Regions from separate parts of the Sus scrofa genome. Here all the other regions are linked to region 1. A link is a contact called in public HiChIP or PLAC-seq and promoter capture Hi-C data. All regions are on one chromosome and are shown on one strand. Each heading gives the region's core, a stretch centred on a gene start, on an enhancer-like site or on the middle of the called end of the contact. The rest is flanking DNA. Distances are from core to core; before and after follow the strand shown.

Region 1 (2,656 bases), core at 50-2,549:
TCAGATCCCGCGTTGCTGTGGCTGTTGCGGAGGCCAGCAGCTACAACTCTGACTTGACCCCTAGCCTGGGAACAGCCATGTGCTGCGTATGCAGCCCTAAAAAGACAAAACAAAACAAAACAAAAGAGAGAGAGAGACTTCATGGAAAGACAAAAGATTCTTCTTCCTCAGAAACAGGAGCGAAAGAAGTTAAAATGGAGGGAGGCACCCTGGGAAATTCTGCCAGACTGGAGGGGAGCTTAGGGAGTTGATGACAGACAAGCCCCATGCTGAGATAATTAGGGCCTTGAGAAGAGTGGGAAATGTCTGGAAATGCATACATAGAGAAGGCAGTGGAGAGTCAATTAGAAAAGAAAACAAGGCATAAAAGTACTGCCCTTGGAGTGCCACCAAGGAATTTCTTCGTAACATGTAAAAACTGTAATATGACATATTAAAGTATTAACACCGACCACTGCTGTCCGTATTGTTCTCCATGGGCATGAATCTTTTAAGCAGTTACAGGGAAAAAAGTAAGCTGCTTGTTCCAAGTAGCTTACACAAATGAATTGAAGCATAAAGACAAACAAACCTTCTTCTGATGTTAACAAGTTACAGAGCATCTTTAGTGTTGAAACCAGGTTATATTGAGTATTTTGGATCTGGTAGTTAACTTTATTATCATTACACTTGGTTGAGTCACTCTTTGGCCGCAAGAAGAGAGGATCAGAGTTACCACGTGAGAGTAAAACATTATATCCAAATAATTAGATTGGCTACGAAAACGTCCCCGGAAAGATACTGCAAAAGACACCGCGTAGCAAAACCTAGCCGATTTGCTAAAATTTGACGCAAGCTCCAAACTATTTGCAAGGAAAGCCATGGACAGTATACAGCCGTACCTGGGGCCCGTACAAAGCAGCCGAGCGTGCTAAGAAAAGCTATCAGTATGCCCACGGCGGCTAAGAGGGCGGACACCGGAATCCTGCGGCAGGTCTTGAGGACACATCTAAGGCGCTCCATCTTTTGCCAGAGAAGGACACACCCCAGGACCTGAAAGCATCGCTCTGAGAAAAAAAAAAAAATACAAGCCCTTTGATGGAGCCCCAGAAAAGCCTCTCCCACCCTCTTCTCCCGTTCCCTAAGGGCAGGGCTGGACGGAGCTGCAGAGTTGGTGGGACACCGGGTCAAATGACACTCGTGTTGACCGCGCCCGCGACCGGGCGACTCCCGGGTGTGCGGACTGCGGCTGCGCACGCTTCTCCGGTGGAATTCGGGGCGTGGCGGGACTGGGTGCGCATGCGCTTCGGTCTCCAGGCAACAGGAATAACAGAGGCCCGCCAACAGCGCCTGCACGGCGGCGGGCGGTTGGGAGGGTGGTGTGTGGTCTGGAAAACTAAATTCTGGGGTTTCCCCTGAGCAGGAGCCGTCTGCTAGAACAGGTACGCGGAAGGGCGGGAAGATATGGGGTCAGCACCTCGACCTCCCAAGGGCCCGAGAGACTGAAGAGCGAGCACTTGTCCCTAAAGCAGAGTTTCCAGTGGGGCTACCCGGCTGACCCTCCAGGACAGAACAGGACTTATGCGTTCCGGATATGAACCCCGCCAGATCAGGTGTTCTCCGCCTCTCAGGTTACCGACCTTCCGCCATCTGCGCTGCGAGGACACCTTGCGAGAGGGTTTGCCAGCCAGGCACTTGCTGCAGGCCTTGAGCCGGCTCTCTGCACTTTGGGGTCCAGCACGGTTCCAGCAGGCGGGAAGTCCTGAGAGCAGTTTGTGCCAGTTGCTTACCAACAGGCTGAAGTTTTCTACCTGTAAAATGGTGGAGCGGGACTTGGAGTCCTAAGGTCCCTAAGTTCCAGCCATCTAACTCTTAAGTGAACCCCTCAGTTTACTGGTGAAGAAACTGGAGCCGGCGAGGGGATGCTGCTTGTCCTGACTGAAAACTGACTTTCAGCCCAATAGCTCATTCCGCCTGCTACGGAGTATACTGTGTAAGCAGGAGCATCACTATGTATGATATATATAAAGGAAAGCTAGGTGGCAGGAACACCTGTATCACATTCCCTTTTTCTATCCTTAGGACCTAATAAGCACCCATAGGACATAATAAGCGCTTATCAAATGCTAGACCTAGCAGCACTGTCCCTAAAAAGTCTAAGGGAAACTGTGGGTAAGACAAGTGTAGAAATAGTTTACTTTCACAGCTGAGATGAACCTCAGACAAACTCCTCACATATGTCTGGTTTAAATCTCCCCTAGGCTTCTGTCCAAGCCCTGAATGGCTGGCCTCCAGTTGGCACTGACTCTGCCTGTGGGCATTATGTTCCCATATAATAAAAGGGAAGCTCCAGAGCTCCATTCAGTTAAGCAAGATCCCTATGAAAAAGGTGACTCTTCCCAGCGGTCTTCTATGGGGCACCTGAGGAATAATTTCCAGCAGGAGCTTTTGAGCAACAAAGAGCTGACACTAGATAAGCTCTACACTCACCCCAAATGGAACACCAGCATGAAAGCCTGGAGCTGCTCCTATCCCCACTGTGCTGAAATAAGCCAGCAAGATTCGAGAAAAGGTTTGTTTTACTCATCAGGCCCTCAATCCCAGTATCCCAAAGCAAATATCCAGGAATTCATCCCCTTTACAAAGAAGCGAGTTGGGGTGGACCGAGCATACCCAC
Region 2 (2,656 bases), core at 108-2,607, 180 kb after region 1:
GGAGTGGTGCCTGAGGTCCCAGCCGCCGCGGTCTCCGGCCTTGGCGCTGCTGGGCACGGTCCTTCCAGCGCCCCCGTCCTCCCCCCTCCAAGTCGGTGCTGGAAAATCACCCGCTGCTGGCTCCCAATAACCAGCTTCCGGGGCATCGAACCACCCCCACCTCTCCAGCTCGGACTTGCGCTCCCCCAATACCTCACTCCATCCAGTACCCCAACTGACGACCTTGTCCACATGACAGCCCCTCCGGAGCCCGAGCTCAGAACCTGGCAAACAACCCTACAGACATTTTTGCATGGAGGTTCTGCACAATGTTTATTGGCTGGTGTCTCTGGGGTTTGACAGTAACTCTAACATCCCGTATTTGGCCGAGGAAAAAAATGCTCCTTTTCCCTTAAAAAAAAATTAATATTAAAATACCCAGCATCGTAGATAAAGTAGGTTATCGTATTCTCTTATTTTGTATCCCTCTACTTTCCGCTTCCAAACGCAGTAACAGTCCTAGTAGTGCTGAGCGCTGGGGCTTGAGGCGAGGGGGTGGGGGTCTGCTTCCACAGTTTGCACCGAATTAGTGATAGAATGAGGAATGGGGGTGGAGGCGCATTCCTTCGGGGGCCAAGGCTTAAGCCCAAGGGGCTGTGTACCTATCTCGCCTATACCTGAACCTCAGAACTCTTCCCGGGTTTCTGTACACAAGTAAAAAGGCGCCTACGCCCCATCCCCCAACCCCGGGAACAAGGGTCCGCATTGAACCAGGTGCGAATGTTCGCTCGCCTTCTCTGCCTTTCCCGCCTCCCCTCCCCCCGGCCACGGCCCCCGCCTCCCCCCCGCGCTGCACCCTTGGTGTTGGCTGCAGCCCGCGAGCAGTTCCCGTCAATCCCTCCCTCCCGTTTACACAGGATGTCCATATTAGGACATCTGCGTCAGCAGGTTTCCACGGCCGTTCCCTGAAGTTGTGGGGGGAGCCATCCCCGAAGTCCCTCATTTTAGGGGGTCTACGCGACCCCAAGACCGAGACTGAGAAAAGCTCAGAAGATAAAGAAACACAATAAGACGAAAGGCAGGGGGCTGAGACGGCGGAAGAGGCAGCAAAGAGGCTGCAGAGGTGGCAAGATCCGAGCGCCACCCCTCGAGAGCTGCAATGGTAGCGCTCCGTGACGTATTGGGCTCATTCATAAAATGCTGTTATAAAAGCAGTGGCCTAGTACTCCAACCGCATCTGCAGCGAGCAGCTAAGCTGAGACAGAACCGGCAGCGGCGCAGCGAGCGAGCAGCGACCGCGCTCTTACCCAGCTCAGCCCCGCAGCTCCTACCTGTCTCCGCCCCTCAGCCCCTCGCCCGGCTTTGACTACCTGCGATCATGATGTTCTCCGGCTTCAACGCCGACTACGAGGCGTCATCATCCCGCTGCAGCAGCGCCTCCCCTGCCGGGGACAGTCTCTCCTACTACCACTCACCGGCCGACTCCTTCTCCAGCATGGGCTCTCCCGTCAATGCGCAGGTAAGGCTGGCTTCGTGCCACCGCGGGGCTCGGGGCTCGGGGTTACCGGGGAGGAGACACTGGGACGGGACGCTCAGGAAGACAAGCCGGGGACCCCATTGGCCAGAGAGGGAGGCTTGCCCCGGCCGGATCAGCCCTATCTCGGGAGCCCCGGACTTGTTCGGAGCGCACACATGCTTGTCAAAATAAGAATCTTTTCTCCTCTCCCGCTGTGGGCTCATTCTGAGCTGACCCTGGCCCACGCGCTCTGACTGGTCTCTGACATTAGCTGGGGGCAAAAGTGTCCCAAGCAAAGACTGGCTAACTAGAGCCGGGCACCTCCGGGGGAGGAGGCAAAAAGCGGCGATCCTCCCTCCCCTCGCAGCCTGGAGCAGGGAGGAGGGTGAGAGGAGGAGGGTGAAGCCGGCGGGTGTGTAAGGCAGTTTCATTGATAAAAAGCGAGTTCATTCAGGAGACTCCGGAGCGGCGTCTGCGTCAGCGCAGACGTCAGGGATATTTATAACAACCCCCCTTTCAAGCGAGTGATGCTGAAGGGATAACGGGAACGCAGCAGCAGGATGGAGGAGAAAGGCACTGCGCTGCGGAATTCTTGGGAAGGGAGAGACCTTTCATCCAGGATGAAGGACATATAAAAATACATAAGCAGTCCATTTTTCACTCTCTCCCTGCTGCATGCGGCACTGGGCACTCCGCTCACCCCACCTGCGTCCAGAGCCTGGTCGCTCACGTCAGCTTTCCCCTTCTATATTTCATTCTAGGACTTCTGCACCGATCTGGCCGTCTCCAGTGCCAACTTCATCCCAACGGTGACTGCTATCTCGACCAGCCCAGACCTGCAGTGGCTAGTGCAACCCACCCTGGTCTCCTCGGTTGCCCCATCCCAGACCAGAGCCCCTCACCCCTACGGAGTCCCCACTCCCTCGGCTGGGGCTTACTCCAGGGCTGGAGTCGTGAAGACCATGCCAGGAGGCAGAGCTCAGAGCATTGGCAGAAGGGGCAAGGTGGAACAGGTGAGGGTTCTCAACACCTTCTCTCTGGTGGTGGCTGGGGTTGGGGGGGTAAGGTCAGTCTTGATGGAGATGGGGAGCATAGTGGACAGGGTGAAGCCATGGGTGGAACTGATTACATATCCTGGACTGGGAACCCCGGCTCCAAGCC
Region 3 (2,656 bases), core at 65-2,564, 170 kb before region 1:
AAAAAAAAAGAGTAGAGGGGGGTGCTATGTGTTTTCTTGGTTGTTCAACGCTGGGAGGCCCCAATTCAGCCCACAGATATTGATTGCACACCTAAACGATGTCAATCTCTGTTCCAAGTGTTGGGGATACATTATAGTTCAAAAACAAACTCATAGAGAAAGAAATCTGATTTGTGGTTACCAGTGATGGGGGAGGAGGGAGAATTGGATGAAGATATAAACTTATAAGATAAATAAGTACTAGGGATGTAATGTATTGCATGATAAACTCACCCTGCTGTATGCTATATATGAAAGTTTTTAAGAGGGTAAATCCTAAGAGTTCTCATCACATACAAATTTTTTTTGTTTTAAATTTCTTTAATTTTGTACTTACATGAAAGGATGGATGTTCACTAAACTTTTTGCGATAATCGCTTCACACACATACAGCAAATCATTACGCTGTATATCTTATACAATGCTACATGTCAATTATGTTTCAACAAAAATGTAATTTTTAAAAATTACTAGGAATACAGCAGTGAAAAAGACAGACACATTCTCTAATCTAATGGAATTTATTTTCTAGAGGTCGAGAGACAAATGAATGGCTTTCAAAATGCACAGGATGTATGGGGTACAGTTGGCTTGGCTGTAGAGAGTTTGAATAGGGGCTAGGGAAGATCAGGAGATGTGGATGCAGAAGTAGGGCTACTTGGTGAAGGTCTTCAGCTGGGTTAAAGGGTAATGGGTTAAAGGGTTCCTTGGGGTTGTTTCTTTGTTCCGAGGTTAGAAAGGGAAGTGATCACTGCTTTTTACTACTATTATTTTTTTAATAGTTGAGGAATTTGAGGCATAGGGAGGCAATGTCTCTTGTCTAAGGACACACAAGTGTAAGATCAGGCAGGCTTGTTTGTCAAAGTCCGAGTTAGAAGCCCTTGACGCCTTCCACTCTTTTCCAGCAGCGCTGCGGAAGAAGAGCAGGGTGTCCGGGGACCCAGGAGAGATGGGCGCCACGCTCAGAGACAGCTCTGCGGAAAGATCGGGGAGGGAAGGACCCCGGGGCGACCTGATCACGGGACAGTCATAGGTACCCTGCAGAGGATTTGTCCCGGCCGGAAGGCAGCGCAACTTGTTCCGGGGGAGCCTAGCCGCAGCGGGTTCACCCTGCGGGCACACCTGGGCTGAGGTTAGGGCAGCTGTGTTCTGCCCGTCGATTTTCCCCCCCGTTCGTCAGTGGTTCGTTCCGAACACCCCTCTCTGCGCTGCGGGTGCCGTGGTCCGCCCTGCTTCCGGTTGTTGCCGGGCTCTATATCCGGTGTCCGCCCGCCCTCGGCTCCGCCGCCGCCGCCGCCGCGATGCTGTCCCGGTCCCGCTGCGTGTCCCGGGCGTTCAGCCGTTCGCTTTCCGCCTTTCAGAAGGTACGGTCCGGCCGGGCTGGGGCCCCGGAGGGTGAAAAACTCTCCGGCAGGCGGACGGACGGCTCGGGGTCAGGGGCGTGGCGCGCCGGCGAGGCCGGGCACCAAGGGCATCGGGACGCGGAGGCCGCGGGCTGGGTGGCCGAGAGCCGCTGTTGCTCTCGGGTTCTTTTGCGGAGCCCAGTAGCCCCTCGCCTGCCCGAGGCAGGCAGCGCCTGGTCCCCTGCTGTACCCCACCCTCCGCGCGGGGCGGAGGAGCCGCGCCCGCTCCGACACGAGACTCAGAGTTGGGGAGGAGGCGCCACGGAATGCTCCGACGGGATCCAAGGGCCCGTTTCCTCTCTGTTAAAATCAGTGGGTATCAGCCCCGTTGGAAAGTTGAGATAGTTTGGCAGGCCCAGCGTGCTGACGGAGTGAGAGCACGCCTAGGCTGTTGCCATTAGCTTTCGGCGTCATGAGATTTCACCTGTCACCAGCACCGGGACAGCTTTGAGTCTGTATTTAAGAGAGAAAGCTGTTTCTTTCCTCTGGGTGACGTCGATAATGTCTTCTTTCTCCACAGGGGAACTGCCCTCTAGGGAGACGTTCCCTGCCTGGTAAGTTCTGCCCTTGCTGTCACCTAAAAATGCTCTCCTCCTGGGCAGAGCCGTATGTGAGGAAATGGGGTGCCTGTGTTTCTCCGCATGGTGTTCAGATAGATAGGAATGAAACAAGATGCTATTTAATAACAAACATCATTTATTCATTTAGCACATAGTTACTCAGTATCCGCAATGTGTCAGGCACTGTGCTAGGCACTCACTAGGGATTCATCAGTGAGTGGTTCTCCTTGTACTAGACCGTAGACCATACAGTCTAGTGGGAAGGACACGGTGTAAATTGTTAAACAAATGGACTATCGTGAATCTTGGTTAAATGCTGAGAAGGAAACAAATGAAGCAGGACACTAAAGCTGTGACCCACAGGATGTGACAGAGGCCAGGGTGATGAAGAGCAGGAGAGGGAAAAGGAATAGCAAGTGCAGAGTCCCTGAGGAAGTAAAGACCTTGGCAGTATTTCGTTACTGGAAAAAAAAAAAAGGTGATTTGACCAGAGCATTTTGGTTAAGGGAGAGAGTGCCATGAGGTAGAGTGCCACGAGGTATCGAGACTAGGAGAAAGAATTTTGGTTTTATCCCAATAGTTTTTTATACACATGATACAAATATTTGTTGAATGAGTTGATCGTATTATGGGCATTCTGTGTGCCAAGCATTG
Region 4 (2,656 bases), core at 117-2,616, 140 kb before region 1:
GTCTTCAGAGAGCAGCCCATGGCTTCTCCTGCTAGTGTTGCTTGAAGGCCACGGTTTGCCACTCAAGTCTGAGCCTTGTTTGGAGTGGGGTCCTAGATGCATCTCCGTGGTGGGCAGGGGTGGACCTCAGCCACAGGAGAGGACACGGCAGACCCACTGGGCCCACCACGGCAGGAAGGTGGAGACTTGGCCCAGATGAGGAGCACGTGGGGCCAAGACCAGCACCGTGGTGTTGGGACTTAGCCGTCAGCCCGCCTTGCACACATTCCCCGAGGGGGCAGGTGGCAGCTGGGCCCTGACGCCGGGGCTGGGCAGTGATGAAGGCTGCAGCCTAGGCTCAGGGTTAGAGCTTGGAGAATTTCTCATCTTCCAAACAGGAATTAGGCATGCCCACCCTCCCTGATCGCTGGTTGGTTGAGGCCCTTGGTGAATGTAAAGGCGTCAGTTGGAACGTCAGTTATCACATTTACAAAGTCACGTGGCCTCGCAGAACTTGGTTATTCTTCACTGCAAAACGGGTCAAGGCCGTAGCTCCTTCAGAAGGCCACGAGGAGGATTCTATTTGAGCAGACAACTCCCATCCAAATACTAACCGGGCCCAACCCTGCTTAGCTTCTGGGATCAGAAGAGATGTGGCATGGAGTTCCCATTGTGGCACAGTGGTTAACGAATCCGACTAGGAACCATGAGGTTGTGGGTTCGATCCCTGGCCTTGCTCAGAGGGTTAAGGATCTGGCATTGCCGTGAGCTGTGGTGTAGGTCGCAGACGTGGCTGGGATCCCGCGTTGCTGTGGCTCTGGTGTAGGCTGGTAGCTACAGCTCTGATTCGACCCCTAGCCTGGGAACCTCCATATGCCGCGGGAAGCGGCTCTAGAAAAAAGCCCCCCCACCCCCTCCCCAAAAAAGAAGATGGGGCGTGTCCAGGGTGGTAGGGCCGTAGACGGAGCAGACAGCTCAAGCAAGGCAGCAGTCTGCCTGCACATAACACTCTCAAAAGCCTAGAGTGATGCTTATTATCACAGGGGAAGCCCGCACTGGCTACATGGCATTGACTTCGTGCTAAGGGCTTTATCCAGATTAGTTAATTTTATTTCTACAGCCCTACCAGATATTACTAATGACTCATTTTACTGATGAAGAAATTAAGGTTCAGAGAGGTTCTGTTGCCTAAGGTGCTCCTGCTAAAAAGTGGTAGATCCAGGATGTGAAGCCAGACAGGCCGATGCCGGAGCCCTGGAGACGTGACTGAAAATAGGGGCAGGACCAGGAGACTGGACGCACCCCCCCCAACCCCTATCCCCATTTCCCCATCGTCAGTGAAAGGGAGGTGGCAGGTTCTAGGAGCACCGAGCAGCAGGCGTGAGACATCCCTTCTGACCAGCAGGGGTCTCTCCTCTGACAGCCAGAGACGGCATCCAGCCTGGCCCCGGATCCTTGGCCCAATTTGTGAAAAGTTTGAAAAAGAAGGGGAGAAGGCTCTGGGGTCATTTAGGATAACACAGTTTCCCACAAGTACTGACACCCTGGGTAAATTCCCCACCATCTCTTGCCAAGTGGGATTCCCCACCACCTTGTCCTGGGCAAGGCTTCTTATTGGCAAAGAACAAAAAACCAGCAGCGAAGCTCAGGGAAGCCAGGAATCAAACTCAATCAGTATACTGAAACGAGTGTGTTAAAAATAAAATAAAATACATCTATACACACGCACACACACCTATCAAGAAAGAATTACACCAGGAGTTCCCATGATGGCTCAGTGGTTAATGAACCCAACTAGTATCCATGAGGACACGGATTCAATCCCTGGCCTTGCTCAGTGGGTTAAGGATCCAGTATGGGTCGCAGAAACAAATCCAACTAGTATCCATGAGGATGTGGGTTCAATCCCTGGCCTCACTCAACTGGCTGGGGATCCAGTATGGGTCGCAGACACAACTCAGATCCCATGTTGCTGTGGCTGTGGTGTAGGCCAACAGCTATAGCTCCAATTCGACCCCTAGCCTGGGAATCTCCATACGCCAAGGGTGAGGCCCTAAAGACCGAAAAAAAAATTACACTAAAATATCTCAGAGTTAGGTAGGATGGAGGGGAATATACGTATATACATTTATAAAATATAAATATATTCATATATAAAATATACAAGTACATAAATATAAAAAAAATTTTCCCCTGTAACTTCTTTCTCTTTCATTATATTTCAAAAGGGTAGCAGAGGGGTATTTTCCCATTAAACCAAGCAAATAAAACCCCCCTTCGTCCTCTGCTCTGTGCTGTGGGGGACAGGGTGCTAGTTTGTCAATTGACTTCTATGAACCTCAGTTACATGCTCTGTGAGACAGGGATTAAAATGCAGCACAGTCCAAGAGAACCTTCTGCCATGACGGCAAAACCCAGCAGGGCCCTGTGGGGCTCCTGGGCACGAAAGCCTGTGTCCCCCATTTCTGGTTTTTAGGACAAGGGCCTCCTTCAGCCAGCATGGCCTTTCCTGAGTCCAAGGGACAGGTTCAGCCAGTTGCTGATCAGGGCAGGGCAAGGAGGAGACAAGGAAGAGTCAAGAAACAATAGTGCGGCCTTGCGGCCGGATCCTGGCTCCCCCTCAAAGGATACATATGATGCTGTAGGCATCCCATACACCAAAGAGAAAGTTACATTC

Evidence for each region. Promoter capture Hi-C pulls out the DNA fragments that hold promoters and counts their contacts. HiChIP or PLAC-seq counts read pairs in DNA pulled down with a chosen protein or histone mark.
Region 2: a promoter capture Hi-C map of fetal liver shows a contact between it and region 1, with 2.6 times the contacts expected there. The contact joins the promoter of FOS here to the promoter of ZC2HC1C in region 1. A contact is called at or near these places in 1 of 5 promoter capture datasets (fetal liver), 4 of 47 Hi-C or Micro-C datasets (embryonic fibroblasts, epiblast stem cells, skeletal muscle and 1 more) and 1 of 2 datasets of contacts at active chromatin or transcription factors (alveolar macrophages).
Region 3: an H3K27ac HiChIP or PLAC-seq map of alveolar macrophages shows a contact between it and region 1. The contact joins the promoter of DLST here to the promoter of ZC2HC1C in region 1. A contact is called at or near these places in 2 of 5 promoter capture datasets (fetal skeletal muscle and liver), 1 of 47 Hi-C or Micro-C datasets (fibroblasts) and 1 of 2 datasets of contacts at active chromatin or transcription factors (alveolar macrophages).
Region 4: an H3K27ac HiChIP or PLAC-seq map of alveolar macrophages shows a contact between it and region 1. The contact joins the enhancer-like site here to the promoter of ZC2HC1C in region 1. A contact is called at or near these places in 2 of 5 promoter capture datasets (fetal liver and fetal skeletal muscle), 6 of 47 Hi-C or Micro-C datasets (embryonic fibroblasts, epiblast stem cells, fetal skeletal muscle and 2 more) and 1 of 2 datasets of contacts at active chromatin or transcription factors (alveolar macrophages).

The regions. Positions count from the first base shown.
Region 1 is chr7:98,263,953-98,266,608 of Sscrofa11.1, forward strand. It overlaps ZC2HC1C (zinc finger C2HC domain-containing protein 1C), which reads left to right and starts at 1,300. Exons shown (of 2, transcript XM_021099532.1): 1 at 1,300-2,656. The coding sequence starts at 2,260. It overlaps ACYP1 (acylphosphatase 1), which reads right to left and starts at 1,201. Exons shown (of 3, transcript NM_001190198.1): 1 at 882-1,201. The coding sequence starts at 1,002.
Region 2 is chr7:98,448,151-98,450,806 of Sscrofa11.1, forward strand. FOS (Fos proto-oncogene, AP-1 transcription factor subunit) reads left to right here and starts at 1,358. Exons shown (of 4, transcript NM_001123113.1): 1 at 1,358-1,498; 2 at 2,257-2,508. The coding sequence starts at 1,358.
Region 3 is chr7:98,089,847-98,092,502 of Sscrofa11.1, forward strand. It overlaps DLST (dihydrolipoamide S-succinyltransferase), which reads left to right and starts at 1,315. Exons shown (of 15, transcript NM_214397.1): 1 at 1,315-1,403; 2 at 1,963-1,996. The coding sequence starts at 1,341.
Region 4 is chr7:98,119,880-98,122,535 of Sscrofa11.1, forward strand. The region is part of intron 4 of RPS6KL1 (ribosomal protein S6 kinase-like 1); the gene reads right to left. Among named protein-coding and RNA genes, the nearest start is that of RPS6KL1, 20 kb to the right of the region's middle. Within about 2 kb of position 1,367, at least 3 of the 83 cell types and tissues checked have an H3K27ac peak or open chromatin away from gene starts, as enhancers often do. A contact at or near this core is called in alveolar macrophages and embryonic fibroblasts, where this site is marked.